2 separate regions of the Hordeum vulgare genome follow, and region 1 is linked to region 2. A link is a contact called in public Hi-C data. All regions are on one chromosome and are shown on one strand. The core of a region is the stretch at or near the end of the contact, and the rest is flanking DNA. Distances in the headings are between cores, read along the strand shown. Region 1 has its middle 250 kb from the start of LOC123443033. Region 2 holds the start of LOC123443033 (cytochrome P450 734A6-like).

Region 1 (7,156 bases), core at 2,171-4,670, 250 kb after region 2:
GGCAAAGATGAGGGGCACCGAAGAGAGAGGGCGTCCGTGAGGGATCCACGGCCAACTCCGGCAAGGATGAGAGGCTGGAGGCCCTCCCGGCCTTGCCCCGAGATACAACGAACAATTTGAGGCCAGGTGAAGTGGTGGTGATGGGTTGATGATTAGAAGGGGTCGGGAGTGCGTCTATTTATAGATGGCGTGGTGGTCGAGTTCGAGCTCCACCGGGGATGAACTACAGAAGGAATGGGAGGGAAAGAGCTTGGGCACGACTCGGCGGCGAAGTAGACGATGCCAAAGCACAGTGCATGCACGCGACCAAGGTTGTGGCGCACTAAGTAGGACATGGCATGGACGCATACGCGCTGTTCCAAACTAATGCAATAAAGTTGCAGCTCGAGTCGCCATGGAGCAGTTGAGAAAGAGGAAATCGAGGGGAGGACACTGGATCAGTGGTAGGTTTTAAGGGTTCTCGCCGAAGAAGAAGACGGGGGCTCCCTGGAGGAGATCGTCGGGGTAGGATTTCCCATGGCAACTGGGATATTGGAAAAAGGAAGAAGAAGGACGCGAGAATGAGGAAAGAGATAACGTGAGGGACCCTTTCTATTTTGATTCGCACGAGCCACGAGCAAGTTAACAAGACCGATCAAAGCGTCCGGTCGACATGCTCGCTGAAAACGGTTACCAAAAGAAAAGGAGAGGCCACATAAAGGCCGACCTACCACTAGCAGGCCCGGTTCACATACTCATTCATCAAATCGGATGAGCCTTGGGAACAATAGCGGGGCAAAAAAGGGAAAACCCTATTTGACGCTCCTTGCGTCCAATAGTCGGACAAACGCACAGGGGCGAGATTAACTAGGCCGGCCCATCTTCTTCTGCACGCAGTTTCGTTTTTTTCCTTTTTTGTCCTTTTTCTATTTTGTTTTTTTCCTTTTTTTGTTTTTTCGTTTTTCTCTTTCTGTTTCAATACTTTATTTTTTTCTATGTTTCTTTTTTTTAACTAAGTTCATGTTTGAAAATTGTTTTTGAAATAAAGAAAATATTGTTGCTTTTATAAAAATGCTCTAAATTTTAAAGAAATGTAGTTTTTCAAAAACATTCATAACTTCAAAAAATGTTCGGGATTTTACAAAAATCTTGGACATTTTGAAAAAATGTTCGAGTTTTAGAAAAATGTTCCTTTTTTCAAAAATGTTATTCTTGATTTTACTTTTTTTCATTGCTTTAATTCGTATTAAGTTTTCCTGTTTTCCAAATGTGTTTATTTTCAAAAATGCCTGTCTTTCGAAAATTGTTCTCGTATTAACAAAACTGCAGGTATTTTCAATTTTTTTCATAAATTGGTCAGAGTTTTCAAAAAATGTTCTTGCTTTTAATTGTTTCTAAAAAATGTTCCCGTTTTACAAAAAATGTTTCTCTTTTATAATTTTTGTTTACAAATTGAAAACTTTTTCAATTTTGTTCACCAATTCTAAAAATGATCGTGAAATTTAAAAGATGTTCTTCATTTTATAAATATGTTTTCCTTTTCAAAAAATGTACGTATGTTCAAAAAATGTTTGTGTTTCAAAAAGTGTACATGAGTTGAATAATTGTTCCCATTTCAAAATTTCATTACAAATTTCAGAAAATATTCCTTTTTCATAAATTGGTCACAATTTTCAAAAAATGTTCTTGTTTCCACATTTTTATAAAAAATATATGAATATTATATGAAAAGTTTCTTTTTAAAAAAAATGTTAAAAATTTGAAAACTTGTTCTAATTTTGTTTACCAATTCTAAAAATTTTCATGATCTTAAAATGTTTTGGAATTTTAAAATTTGTTCTTCTTTTTCCAAAAAATGTTTGCCTTTTCAAAAAGTGTACGTCAGTACAAAAAATCCCCGTGTTCAAAAAGTGTACATAAGTTGAAAAAATGGTCCCTCCTCAAAAATAGTTTTCAAATTTTAAAAAATGTTTTTTTCATAAATTGATCGATATTTAAATAAATGTTCTTGTTTTCACACTTTTATAAAAAAATGTTCCTGTTTTACGTTAAATGTTTTGCTCTTTTTTTCACCAATTGAAAAGTTGTACTAATTTTTTTTTCCAATTCCAAAAATGTTCAGGAATTTTAGAAAAAAGTTCTTTCTTTTCTAAAATGTGTTTACGTTTTCAGAAAATGTACATAAGTTCAAAAATTCTCATGTTTCAAAAAGTGTACTTAAGTTGAAAAATGTTCCCGCTTCAAAAATTGTTTACAATTTTTAAAAAATGTTCCTTTTCTCATAAATTTGTCACAATTTTCAAAAAATGTGCTTCTTCTCACATTTTTATAGAAAATGTTACTGTTATACGAAAAATGTCCCTTTTTTAAAATTTGTTCACAAATTGAGAAGTTGTTACAATTTTTCCTCCAATTCTAAAAATATTCATAATTTGAAAATGTTTTGGAACTTCAAAAAATGTTCTTGTTTTCCTAAAATATGTTTTCCTTTTTAAAAAGTGTACGTCAGTTTAAAAAATGTCCGTGTTTCAAAAAGTGTACATAAGTCGAAAAAGTGTTCCCGCTTCAAAACTTGTTCAGCAATTTCAAAAATGTTATTTTTTTCATAAATTTGTCGAATTTCAAAAAAATGTTCTTGTTTTCACACTTTTACAAAATATGTTCTTGCTTTACGTAAAATGGTTCTCTTTTTCCAAATTTTGTTCACCAATTGAAACATTGTTCAAATTTTGTTCACCAATTGAAACATTGTTCAAATTTTGTTCACCAATTCTAAAAACGTTCAGGAATTTTATAAAATGCTCTTCATTTTCTAAAATATGTTAAACTTTCAAAAAATGTTCATGTTTCAAAAAGTATACATAAGTTGAAGAAATGTTCCCGCTTCAAAAATTGTTTACAAATAATTTAAAATGTACTTTATAAAATTGTTCTATGCTTTAAAATGCTCCTTTTTTCAAAAAAATTGTGTTTTTGGAAATTCTGCGGAAATTCAAAAACAAATTCCATTCATAATTTTTGTCTGTAAATACAACAGCTGATTAAATTTGAGAAACTCAAAAAAATTCAAAACATAAAAGCTTGTAGGAAAAAGAGAAAGAGAAATACAAAAGAAAATAAAGAATAAGACAAAAAAGGAAAAAGGAATATAACTAAATAAAAAGTGAAAAAAAACGGGCTGGTTACCTGGGCCAGCCCAGTCGCCTTGGTAGCGGCGGCGGCCCAGTGGCTCGCCTGTGCGAAGGCACCTTATTGAACGCAGAATGCATCCAATAGGTGGTCCCGCAAAAAAAAATACCTGGTCATCTAGATTAAGAAGGCTGATTTACACACATCCGTCCATTTGACTTATAACACTTATTAGATGAATAAAGAAGCTGACTACGTAGCGGCGCCGCACGTACGCGTTCCCGTGCGGCGGCTAGTAATCCACATGCCAAATCGCGTTTTAGCTCCCATGCACATGCGACTCAACTCTCTAGGCCTCCTCATCGACAACAGCGACATGTATGTGCCACATGCATCGGCTTTTCTCTTCCAGAAAAAAAAGGGAGAGATGACATGCAAGCTCATGCATATAAAGGGTCACAAAAGTCCAAAACGAGGAGCATGCATTGCATGTCAGAGCTAGGTAGAGTCGGCAGCCAAGTTCTTGTCAAGTTAATTATTGCATGATTAGTTGTATTATTGTACTTGTCAAATTAAAAATATTTAGTTTCCAAATTATAAAGTGATTAGTTGCCACATACATAAATACTAATTGGCTGCTATGCTAAACGTATTAGTCACCAGATTATAAAGTACTTAGTTGCCAAAAAAATAAACATGTTAAGTTGCATTACATGTTCTCAGTACATGATTGCCATGATTAAGCAAGTGTAATTGTCAGATTTAAGTGAATATGGTTGTCACATATTTACACATGCTTATCAGTTTAAATAGATGTAGTTGTTGGACTTAAGCGATCGTAGTTGTCAGATTTAAGCAACAAATCTGTGTAGTTACCTCGTGAAGAAAGTTGTAGTTGCCAAATTATTATCTCAGCAATAAAAAGTTTTTAAAAAAATTATCATAACTTTTTGTCAGCTACTAAACTTTTCTTGGCTAGGTTCCAATAGCGAGTACTGATTAGACAAGGGAGAAGGGACGAGTTGTAATTTTAATATTATAAATGTACTTAGCAGTTAATTTGACTGACACATGCATTGTTTACACGCTATTTTGAGTGCATCCGTACACTGCATACCAAGCCAACTGTAGTTATAAAAAGAAGCAAGCCACTGTAGCAGCTGCCGCTGTAGCCATGAGGTAATACGTGATGGAGCTAGTAATGATGTTGTGGGCCCACTAAAAGGGAGGTTTTTTATCTGAGTCACACTACTGCCCTACAGCTACATGTATCCATTAATATTTACGATAATTGCACCGCCGCACGGGAAGAAAGTAATGCACACGCCTCCACTTAGATTTTCCCATGAATAAATGATACAACTATACTTTATATATAAAGTTCCGAATCAGAAAATATACTAGAATTTTTAATTTTAGAATGAAGTCCGTGTAACATTTACAAATATCTAAATTTGTATTGGGTTGTAATATTTGTAACTCTTTCATATGGATAACTAATGCTACTATATTTTAAATATGACAATTAGAATAGGAATAGGATAGTGATTTAGTTCCGTACAAACTCGATACGGAATATTTAATAAATTATAAAAAAATCTTACAATTTCCGTAAAGAATACAAGTATATATTTAGAAAGTAGCTAAATAGTAAAAAAGGAAACATATAAAATTAGTTCTTTTTAACTGCAGTGAAATCCTTAACCGATAAAGTCGAATTAAAATAATTTTTGGATTGAAGTACGTGTAAAATTTATAAATATCTAAATTATTATTGGGTTGTAATATTTGTTACTCTTTTTGTATGAATAAATAATGCGACTACATTATAAATATGAAAATTAGAATAGGAATAGGATAGTGATTTTATTTCCGTACAAACTTGATATGAAATATTTAATAAAATACAAAAAAATTCTTACAATGCCGAGGGGAAATACAACTATATGTTTATGAAGTAACTAAATAATAACAAAAGAAACACATTTTTTTCTAACTGTAGTGAAATCCATAATAACCGATATAATTGAAATAAAGTGTGTTTATACAAAATCTTATTAGGTGCATAAATATGTCATCCACACATGTTAAATTATCACGATCATCAGTTCTAGATATTTACGGCTGAGAATTAAAGATGCAACCTTACGTACAAAAATTGTTACATACACATAGTTTGACAGGTCTTTCGTCCAACACATATGCATTTTCTATTAAAATGTTGTCCGACTCAATCAAGGACATAAGCTTAAGAGGGAAGCCAACTATGAAAAAATTCAAATGACCCACATAACAAAATAGTGCAAGTAGTCCCTCCGTTCCTAGTATAAGTCTTTTTAGAAATTTTAATAAAAAAACTACATACGAATATATATATAGACATATTTTAAATTATAGGTTCACTCATTTTGCTCCGTATGTAGTCCCTTATTGAAATGTTTAAAAAGACTTATATTTAGGAACGGAGGGAGTATAATGCATGTGTTGTGGTCGTCCATTATTTCAGCAAATTAACCAAACTGATAACAAATAAGAGAAACTGGGACATATCACACACAAATAAAAGTAAAATCATTTACTAGATCAAACTGATGCAAGTTCTATCTGCTAACCTCACTACCCTAAAGTTGGTGAGAAATTACAAAGCTTAGATAGACAATTCGGCAAATCACCTTCCCCACTCGCATGCAAATCCTACCTCATAGCAATTTACACCTCCAAGTCATTGCAGCTTCGGTTTGAGAATTGGGCAAAATGCACGTGTAGTAAAACAAATAAATGTACAGTTTATACGTTGGGGTGACATGTGAAAAATAAAAGCAAGTCAGCTAGCAGGAAATATAGAGAAATTAAACCCTGATGCTTGCTACTGATATGTTGTACAAGGAGGCTAATAGGAGGTGGATGGTGGTGGCGTAAAAATATGATCAAACAAGAAAGGTCGATAAATATTCTATATTGGTGAACAAGGAGATAACACTACACATTGGACCTAGCACAATCAAGCTGATAATAAAATAAGTAAAAATAAGCTTACCACTTGACTATGATATGAGCCTGAAAGTACAAAATACATATGTGCCAATAAACATATAATTATAAAGAATTCATAACCAAATTACAATTGAAATGATTTTTTTTTATCAAAATGACTAGACATGTCGAATAGCTATGTATGTTACATACTTTGCTTTGTCATTGACATCATAAAATACTCTAAATTTCTTGTGAAAGAATAAAAAAGAGTATTTTGTCCAAATTTACCATTAAATTTTCTGTGACAGAAGAATATATACGTGCTTAACTAATCTAGCCAGAAGGGCAACTTCAATGCGCTTACATATATATGTACATGCATTCTTGCTCCATTTTTTTTGATTGAAAATGCACTTTCTCATAGGAACATATTTAAATTTCATGTTTTTTTTAATAAAAATCATTATCAAACGAACACCCAAAAGATTGTAAACACATCTTACGAATAAAAAAAATATCAATAATATAATTTTAAGTTTTACGGTAATAAACAAGTTTATTTAAAAAACTCAAATATAAAAAAATCCAAATACAAATCTAGCCACTTAAATACGCGGGTAACTCAGCTAGTTGTATACATTATATTGGTGTCCACAACGTTTTCTTTGAATGTTGGTTTCTGTATGATATTCTCCCCATATCCAAAAATCTAGCTGAGTAGTAGTGTATATATGGAAGAATATCACAAGGAAACCAACATCTAGAGAAAACTTCATGAAAATCAAGTTTGCAGGTTTCACAAAATATTGAAAAAAAGATATGTTAAAAGGGTGATGTTTTATTCCGTGAACTTTTGAAAACTGTTCATATTTCGGAAAAAAAATCTATACCATGCTGACTGCCGCTGATTAATGGGCCTTCCCATTTTCGCGGTAGCGGCCTACAGAAAGTTTCGGTTTTGGGAATTTTTTAGAAGGTTCTCACCGGTTTTGAGAACCTTCTAGATGGTTCCTGTAGCTGTTTTTTCTGGACAAGTTATTTTTCCCCTGTTTATTTGTCAAAAAAAATTCAA
Region 2 (7,172 bases), core at 2,181-4,680:
TTCTTGGAGCCATTCTCTTGGTGGCAGCAGAGCTTTGCTCCAGTGATCTCTGCCCTGGATATGATGACAAAGCAAAGCAGCGCGCACCATGAGCAGCACATGGTCATTTCGGCCTGTCATTCTGCCAGTCACAATTCGCACTGACAATGTTGTTGTTAGTGAGTTGATCATCTTTTCACAGGTGATGATCTGGCGTCTGGGACGATGGGCGGGATCGGAAGATTACGGGGGCGCCGTACTGCGGGTGGAGGAGCATCAGGACCGTCGGCGCATGGATGTACTTGGGCGACAGCCGGAACTCGAACCGCTGGAGGATGATGGCCAGCGTGAGCTTGGCCTCCAGGAGCGCCAGGTTCTGGCCGATGCACATCCGCGCGCCCAGCCCGAAGGGTATGAAGGCCGTTGGGTGCTTGGCCGCCCGCGCCACGCCCTCCGCAAACCGCGCCGGGTTGAACTGGGTTGCATCCGGCCCCCACAGCCTCGCGTCGTGGTGAACGGCCATGATCGGGATCAGCAGCTCGGTGTCGCGCGGGATGTGGTACCCGCCAAGCACCACGTCGGACTTTGCCCGCCGCACCGTCGCCACCGCCGGAGGGTACAGCCGCAGCGTCTCGTTCAGGATCATGCCGAGCTGTCAGGGGAATCGACAGCACGCGGTCAGGTCACTCACTGCTATCTGGGAGGAGGCTGGTTTGAAATGATGGTGGAAATGTGCGTGTCAGGGTGCCAGGGAACACGTATGTGCTTACAGTCTTGAGCTTGGCGAGCTGCTCGCGGCAGGGGATGTCGTGCGCGCCGCAGACTTGGAGGACCTCCTGCCGGGCACGCTCCTGCCACTCCGGGTGCATGGCGAGCACCACGGTGGTCCACGTCAGGAGGTTCGACGTCGTCTGCTTGCCGGCGAAGAAGAACGTCTTGCACTCCTCCACGATGTCGTTCACGGTGATGGGGCTGACCGGCTGCCCTCTCCTGCCGCCGTTGCTGCCGGCGTTGATCATGAGGCCGAGGAGGTCCTTGGCGCAGCCTTGGAGCCTCTCGTCGTCCGTGGCCTCCTGCCGCCGGCCGATGAGCGTCACCAGGTTCTTCCTGATCTCCTTGTCCAGCTTCCAGGAGCTCGTGTTCTTCTTGGTCGGCAAGAACCTGTATGTGGTAAGCACGTACGAAACAATCTTACTAATGTACATTACAAAAGTAAAAAAAAAATCAGAGTAGTCAATTAATTACAGTGATCGTGGTTAATCAAGTAGGTACCTGTATCCAGGGATGAAGACCTTGCGGAATGCCTCGGAGGCAAAGGCCATGAGCTGCGACTGGAGCTTGAAGACGGCCTTGCCATCCTCGTAGCTCCGACCGAAGGCCGTGCGTGTGATGGCGTCCTCGGTGACGATCTGGAACCAGTCGGACACGTCGATCTCGACCTCGCCGGACGCGGGGTCAGCCATGGCGCCCCACTTGTCCACCATGTCCACCACCGTCTTGCCGATGAAGGGCAGCAGCATCTGCGGCGTGGCCATGCACGTCAGCAGCAACCAACTACAACATCACCCGCCATAATGCCCAAGGAGGCAAGGGCAGCAGAGCCGTTTTGGTAAAGGAGGGGACCGAGCGACCGACCTTGAGGTTCTCCATGTGGAAGGTGGGCGCGAGCACCCTGCGGTGGTGTGCCCACTTCTCCCCGCGCAGGCTGACGAGCCCCTCCCCCTCGAGCTGCCGCACCATGGGGTGCGACTCGTAGCGGTCGAAGTGCTCGGCGCGCGAGAGAAGGATCTCCCGGATGAGGTCGGGGTCGGCGACGGCGAGCCGCGGCGTCGGGCCGAACCATATGAGGAACGTGGAGCCTGTGAGCAGCAGCAAATTAAGTGGCCGTGAGCGACAAGCAGGCAAGCAAACAAGGGGATCAATGATTGACCAGGGAGGCCATGTTCCGCCACATCAGCATCCACCAGCTGCCAAGGCGGCGAGAAGGCACAGGCTAGCGGGAGAAGACGCTGGCATGGACACGCCATGGGCACAAAAATACACACATAAATACATGCAGCAAGGTTACCGGTACTGCTAATCAAGCTGCAAAAAATGGCAATGCGGCGTGAACGCACAAGGCACCAGCAGAAGACGCTGGCATGGCATGGGTACATACATGTACATATACGTAGAAAATTGCAGGCATAAATATACATACATACATACATACAGCAAGGCGGCAAAAAAATCATGACCCAGGCAAGGCAAGATCAGTCGAGTTTCAAGAAGTAGTAGTAGTACAAGCAGGCAAGCAGAGGAGGAGCAGTGGCAAAGAAGGACTGCGACGGGGCAGCGCAGCAGGAGCAGGGGATGTGGATGCGAATGGGAGTAAATGGGAATGGCGACGGACGGTGGCCGGCCGGGGAAGGGAGGGAGAAAATGAGATGTGTAGGATAGACGACCCCTGGGCGTGGCCACCTAACCGGGCTGCAGCCGGGGGACAGCGATAACGAGAGACAACTACGGCAAACCACTCCGACAAGCCAAGCCCAGGCGCTCGACATGCCACTTAATGCATGTCACTCCGAAGCGGCATTTCGGGAACAAGACGCGCTCGACAGCAGCTGTTGCAAGTTGTTGCCGCTGCCTGCCTGCCCGCCCGCCCCCGCTCTCCTCTCTCTCTGTTGTGCTTGCCGCCGGCGCCGATTCTCCCTTCCCTTGATTTTCCTTGTGAATTTTGGTTTCTTTCCTTGTTCTCTTCATCATTCATATTAAAGATGAAGGGAAAAAGAAGCTTGTTGGGAGGAGATCAAGCAAGCAGAGGAAGAAGCAGAGTGTGCCGAGGAAGACGAAGAAGCAAGGCCATGGGAATATGGTGTATGTGCTTACCGTAGATTTTCTTCCAGTGGTGGTAGAAGGCGAGGACGCGGGGGAGGACGTTGTGGGAGCGGTAGGGTGGCGGCATTGGCTTGGCGGAGGCGGCCACCATGAGCGCCACCATCTCCCTGACGCACCCGATGAAGAAGCGGTAGGGCGGGCCCCTGATCCCCTGCCGCGCGAAGTGCTCCTCCACGCGCCGCGGCCGCCACCACAGCACCTCCATCAGCTTGGCCGCCACGTACGCCACCGCCGCCACCGCCGCCGCCATCCACCACCAACCAGTCATCCGCACCGCACAGCACCAATACCAAGTGTATGTATCTGTATATCCCCTCCTCTCGCCTCAGACACTCACTCGTCTGAGCTGTGCCGTCCGTCCTCACTCCTCAGAGAAGAAGAAAGAAGGAAACAGAGGAGGAGGTCGCGTGAGGTGGCAGGAGTGGAGACGTGGTGTGGTGAGGTGAGAGGAGAGGAGAGAAAACGAGGGTGGATTTATATAGGGGAGCCAGGCTCTGGCTCTGGACCAGCAGTCTCTGTGTATGTGTGTAGTAGGATTAGTATTATCATCGCTGAAACTGAAAGCGTAGGATGGATCCATCCATCGGTTTCGTTCCATTTAATCTAGATAGAAGGTGGGGAGGGAGGGGGCACAAGGGTAAAAGCAGCGTGATGGCAGAGAGCGAGCGAGAGGGACGTGATGTGGAGCGAAGCAGGGCCGGCGCCGTTGGAGCCGCCGTCGCGGGGATTAATGGCGGGGTCAACCCAAATTGGCAACTTTGTTCCCTTTCGTTTTGGCCTTCTCACTTCTCTCTCTCTCTCTCTCTCCAGCCTCACTCAATCCTCGGCCTTTCTCTCTCTCCTGGCCACCTGTAACACCGCACCAGCACTGTTCCATTTTCACCGCTCCGCTGCGAAAATTTGCCAGTGCGGTGCGCGCAGCAGCAGCAGCGGCGCGCTACAGAGAGGATTCTCTTCTCAGCATCCTCGCCTCTGATGACATGCTGCCGTGCCATCCGTCCTCACACGTACTCACATGTACTCCGTTCGTTCCTAGAGCAACTCCACCCAATAGATTTCGTTCGTTTGGGTCGCCTGCCGACTTTGCGTCCTTTAGGTTTATGATTTGGATGCAGCGTGTCCAACACATCGACTCATATTTATCTGTGTAACCGGCTAACCATCGATTTTCAACAAATACAAACAGTTTGCATATTTTTCAAAAACAAATGATATAGGATAGTTTCACAATAGAAAATAAAATATAGCAAAGTTTTACAAGCCCAATAAAAATTAAACTGTCTACAAAATACACTTATTGATTGCCAACATGATCCCACATATGCTCAACCAAACCATCTTGCAATTGAATATGAGTATTCAAATCACGCATTTCATGATAAAATTGGATGAACTGTGCAAACGATGCCGCTTCTCGCCATGCCGAGGCATCTATTGTCATCCCGAGACTCAAACCCTTGATCATGGAGACGTTCCGGACGCTCATCCTCTGCATGATCACACAAGCAGTCATCACTTCTCACAACTGCTTGGTGCTCCAAGTTCTAGCAGGGTACCGAACTATGCCTCATCGAGATTGCAGAACACCAAAGACACGCTCGACATCCTTCCTAGCACTCTCTTGCTCTTGGGCAAATTTTTTCCTCTCCTCTCCAACAGGGTTGGAGAATGTCTTCACAATAGTGGTTCACCGTGGATAGATTTCGTCAGCTAAATAGTATTCTTTGTTGTAGTTGTGATCGTTGATGTTAACATTGATGGTCGGGCTATTGCCTTCGGCGAGCCTTGCAAACACCGGCGATCGTTGAAGCACGTTGATATCATTGTGCGATCCCAAAGAAAGAATGCCAGATCCAGAGATCTTGAGAGGCCACGGCCTCAAGTATGGCAATGCAAGCCTTGCCATGGCCCTTGTAATGGCCTTGCCAAGCAGAAGGGCAGTTCTTCCACACCTAGTGCATGCAATCTATGCTGCCAAGCATCCATGAGAAGCTCCGGCTAGCATTGGTCGCCAACAAGCGGGTTGTGTCTGCAACAGTCGGCTCTCTCAAGTACTCAGGGTCAAACCCTGTAATCACAGCCTTGCAGAATCTGTACAACGACTCTAGGCACGTAGACTCACTCATACGGACATACTCATCGATAAGATCACCGAGTACTCCATAAGCAAGCATCCGGATGGCTGCAGTGCATTTGTGATAAGATGAGAAGCCAATCTTTCCAATGTCATCCTCTTTGCACTCGAAGTAGTCATCGTATCCGACCATCCCTTGTCGAATCCGGTTGAAAACATGCCTAGCCATACGGAAACGAGGCTGGAATTTCTGATGTTTGAACATCGGATTGCTTGTGTCAAAGTAGTCCTTCCATAGAAGGAAATGACCGCTCTCTCGGTTGTGATTCAACGCTGGAACATACTCCGGAATCGAGCCCCGAAACAACGGCCGTTGCCTATTAATGTGATCATGGACCAACACGGGAAGCAGCATCTCCTCATCGTCGGATGAGGAATCGTCCGAGTTGCACAGAACAAAGAACTCGCCGGCGCAGTCCATTTGTACCTTGAGGCAAAATGTTGAACAGCTCGCGGGTGTGGACGACGAAGCTGACCGGCGACGATGGATTGGGGTCGGGGAAGCTGCGGCGCCCCGATGACGATGCAGCCGGCAGCGTGGGTAGGCGCTGGGGAGTTACGGGAGGAGGCCGCCGGAACTGGGCGGCAGCGGCGGTGACAAATCTGGGTGGGAGGCGAGGGCTAGTTGTCGACGCTGTCAGCAGGGGTGGAGAATGACCGATGTGCCACCGAATGACGGGCCAGCGGATGGAGAAAGCGCGCGTCGTCCGTGTCGACCCAAATCATGCTCAAAACTGGGCTGGAAATGGGCCAGCACGCGGACGAAAAGCGGGCGCACGTCCGTTTGGATCGGCGCATTGGGCCGTTTTTTCTGTCTGCGCGGACCTAAATGACGGCGGCGGACTAAATGAATCGCCCCATTGAAGTTGCTCTAAATACACCCTATGCATCCATCCGGAATTACTTGTAACATCAATGAATAAAAATGAATGTATCTAAAACTACAATACATCTAGATACATTCATTCATATGATAAGTATTTTGGGACGAAGGAGGGATAAGTCTATCTAGAAATTATACTATGCACTACATATGAATATATATAGATATATTTTAAATTACCGATTCATTTATTTACCTCGTATGTAGTCCGTAATGATTTTAAAGACTTATATTTAAGAAGCGGGGAAGTATGTATGAGTATGGGAATGAATAGCGGTCACTCATTCATGTTGGTATCTGTGTGCGCGTAATTATCCTTCCGCTCTGCTGTGCTCTGCTCTGCTCCGCACTGTGCCGGGTTGAGACATGTCAGTCAGGTTGTTATGTGTGTGATTGTGAAGCACTTTTCCCTCCTTTCACAGCAGCGGCAATGGCTGGCTGGGTGGGGTTTCGTCTAGTCAGCCATCGCCGTGATAAGTTTGATTGATGAGATCTCTTGGGGGTTATGTGAGGGTGCATTTTGTTGTATGGCCATGGCTCTACCTTTTGCGGGGATGGATGGATGGACTGATGCAAATGCGATTGCAAGGGGGAAAAGAAAGAAAGAAAGAAAATACAAGGGCTTTGTGGCCCGTGGGCTCCCCGTCCTAAGCCTAAGCTCAGAAGAGACAAGGGCGATTGGAAATGCATCAACTCTAGTGTTTTTTTATTAGTTTATTATTATTGTATGTGTAGTAGAGGAAAGGGTGATAGATAGAGTGCTGAAAAAGTGCTGGCTATGTATAATCAATCAATCATACACCGTTAGGGCAGGAATTATTAGCGCCTGTCTTTTGTGTATGGCTGTGCTGAACAAGATCACATCACTGGCTGTTAGTGGTAAACAGAGGTTAGATTGACAGTCTCTGCAGTGTAGGGGCATCTTCAATCTGCACCAGCATACAATTATATTGCAGTAGTATTGTACAACAAACCATTATTTAAAGAAGAAGGAGAAACAAAAGTATGTACAAGAATCAGACTTCATTTCTTCAGTGTTCGTTCTCCTCTAACAAACTCCATGCGGTATTCATTCCTCCTCCTTCCCAGTGGATTGTTGCATACCTTTCTGGCCGGTTTTGTTTGTTTCACATCAAGCTCCCGGAATTGCAGGGGAGCATTATCTGCTGCCAGTGCCTTTCTTTTAAAGAACACTCGCTCGTATTAATTGCACCTTGTTCTATTCCACTCCACACCAACAACAACAGCTACTAGAAGTGATATGGTTCCCAACTCCTTCCTCCAGAAATATCTTAG

Evidence for each region. Hi-C and Micro-C count contacts between places; a contact is called where the count stands out from the background.
Region 1: a contact with region 2 is called in a Hi-C map of leaf, with 6 times the contacts expected there. The contact joins the enhancer-like site here to the promoter of LOC123443033 in region 2. A contact is called at or near these places in 3 of 6 Hi-C or Micro-C datasets (leaf and seedling).

What each region holds. Positions count from the first base shown.
Region 1 is chr3H:75,830,036-75,837,191 of MorexV3_pseudomolecules_assembly, forward strand. No RefSeq gene overlaps it. Among protein-coding and RNA genes, the nearest start is that of LOC123443033, 250 kb to the left of the region's middle. Within about 2 kb of position 3,421, at least 2 of the 3 cell types and tissues checked have open chromatin away from gene starts, as enhancers often do. A contact at or near this core is called in leaf, where this site is marked.
Region 2 is chr3H:75,579,012-75,586,183 of MorexV3_pseudomolecules_assembly, forward strand. It overlaps LOC123443033 (cytochrome P450 734A6-like), which reads right to left and starts at 3,431. Exons shown (of 5, transcript XM_045119257.1): 1 at 2,851-3,431; 2 at 1,615-1,838; 3 at 1,252-1,499; 4 at 750-1,140; 5 at 98-631. The coding sequence starts at 3,127. The coding sequence ends at 176.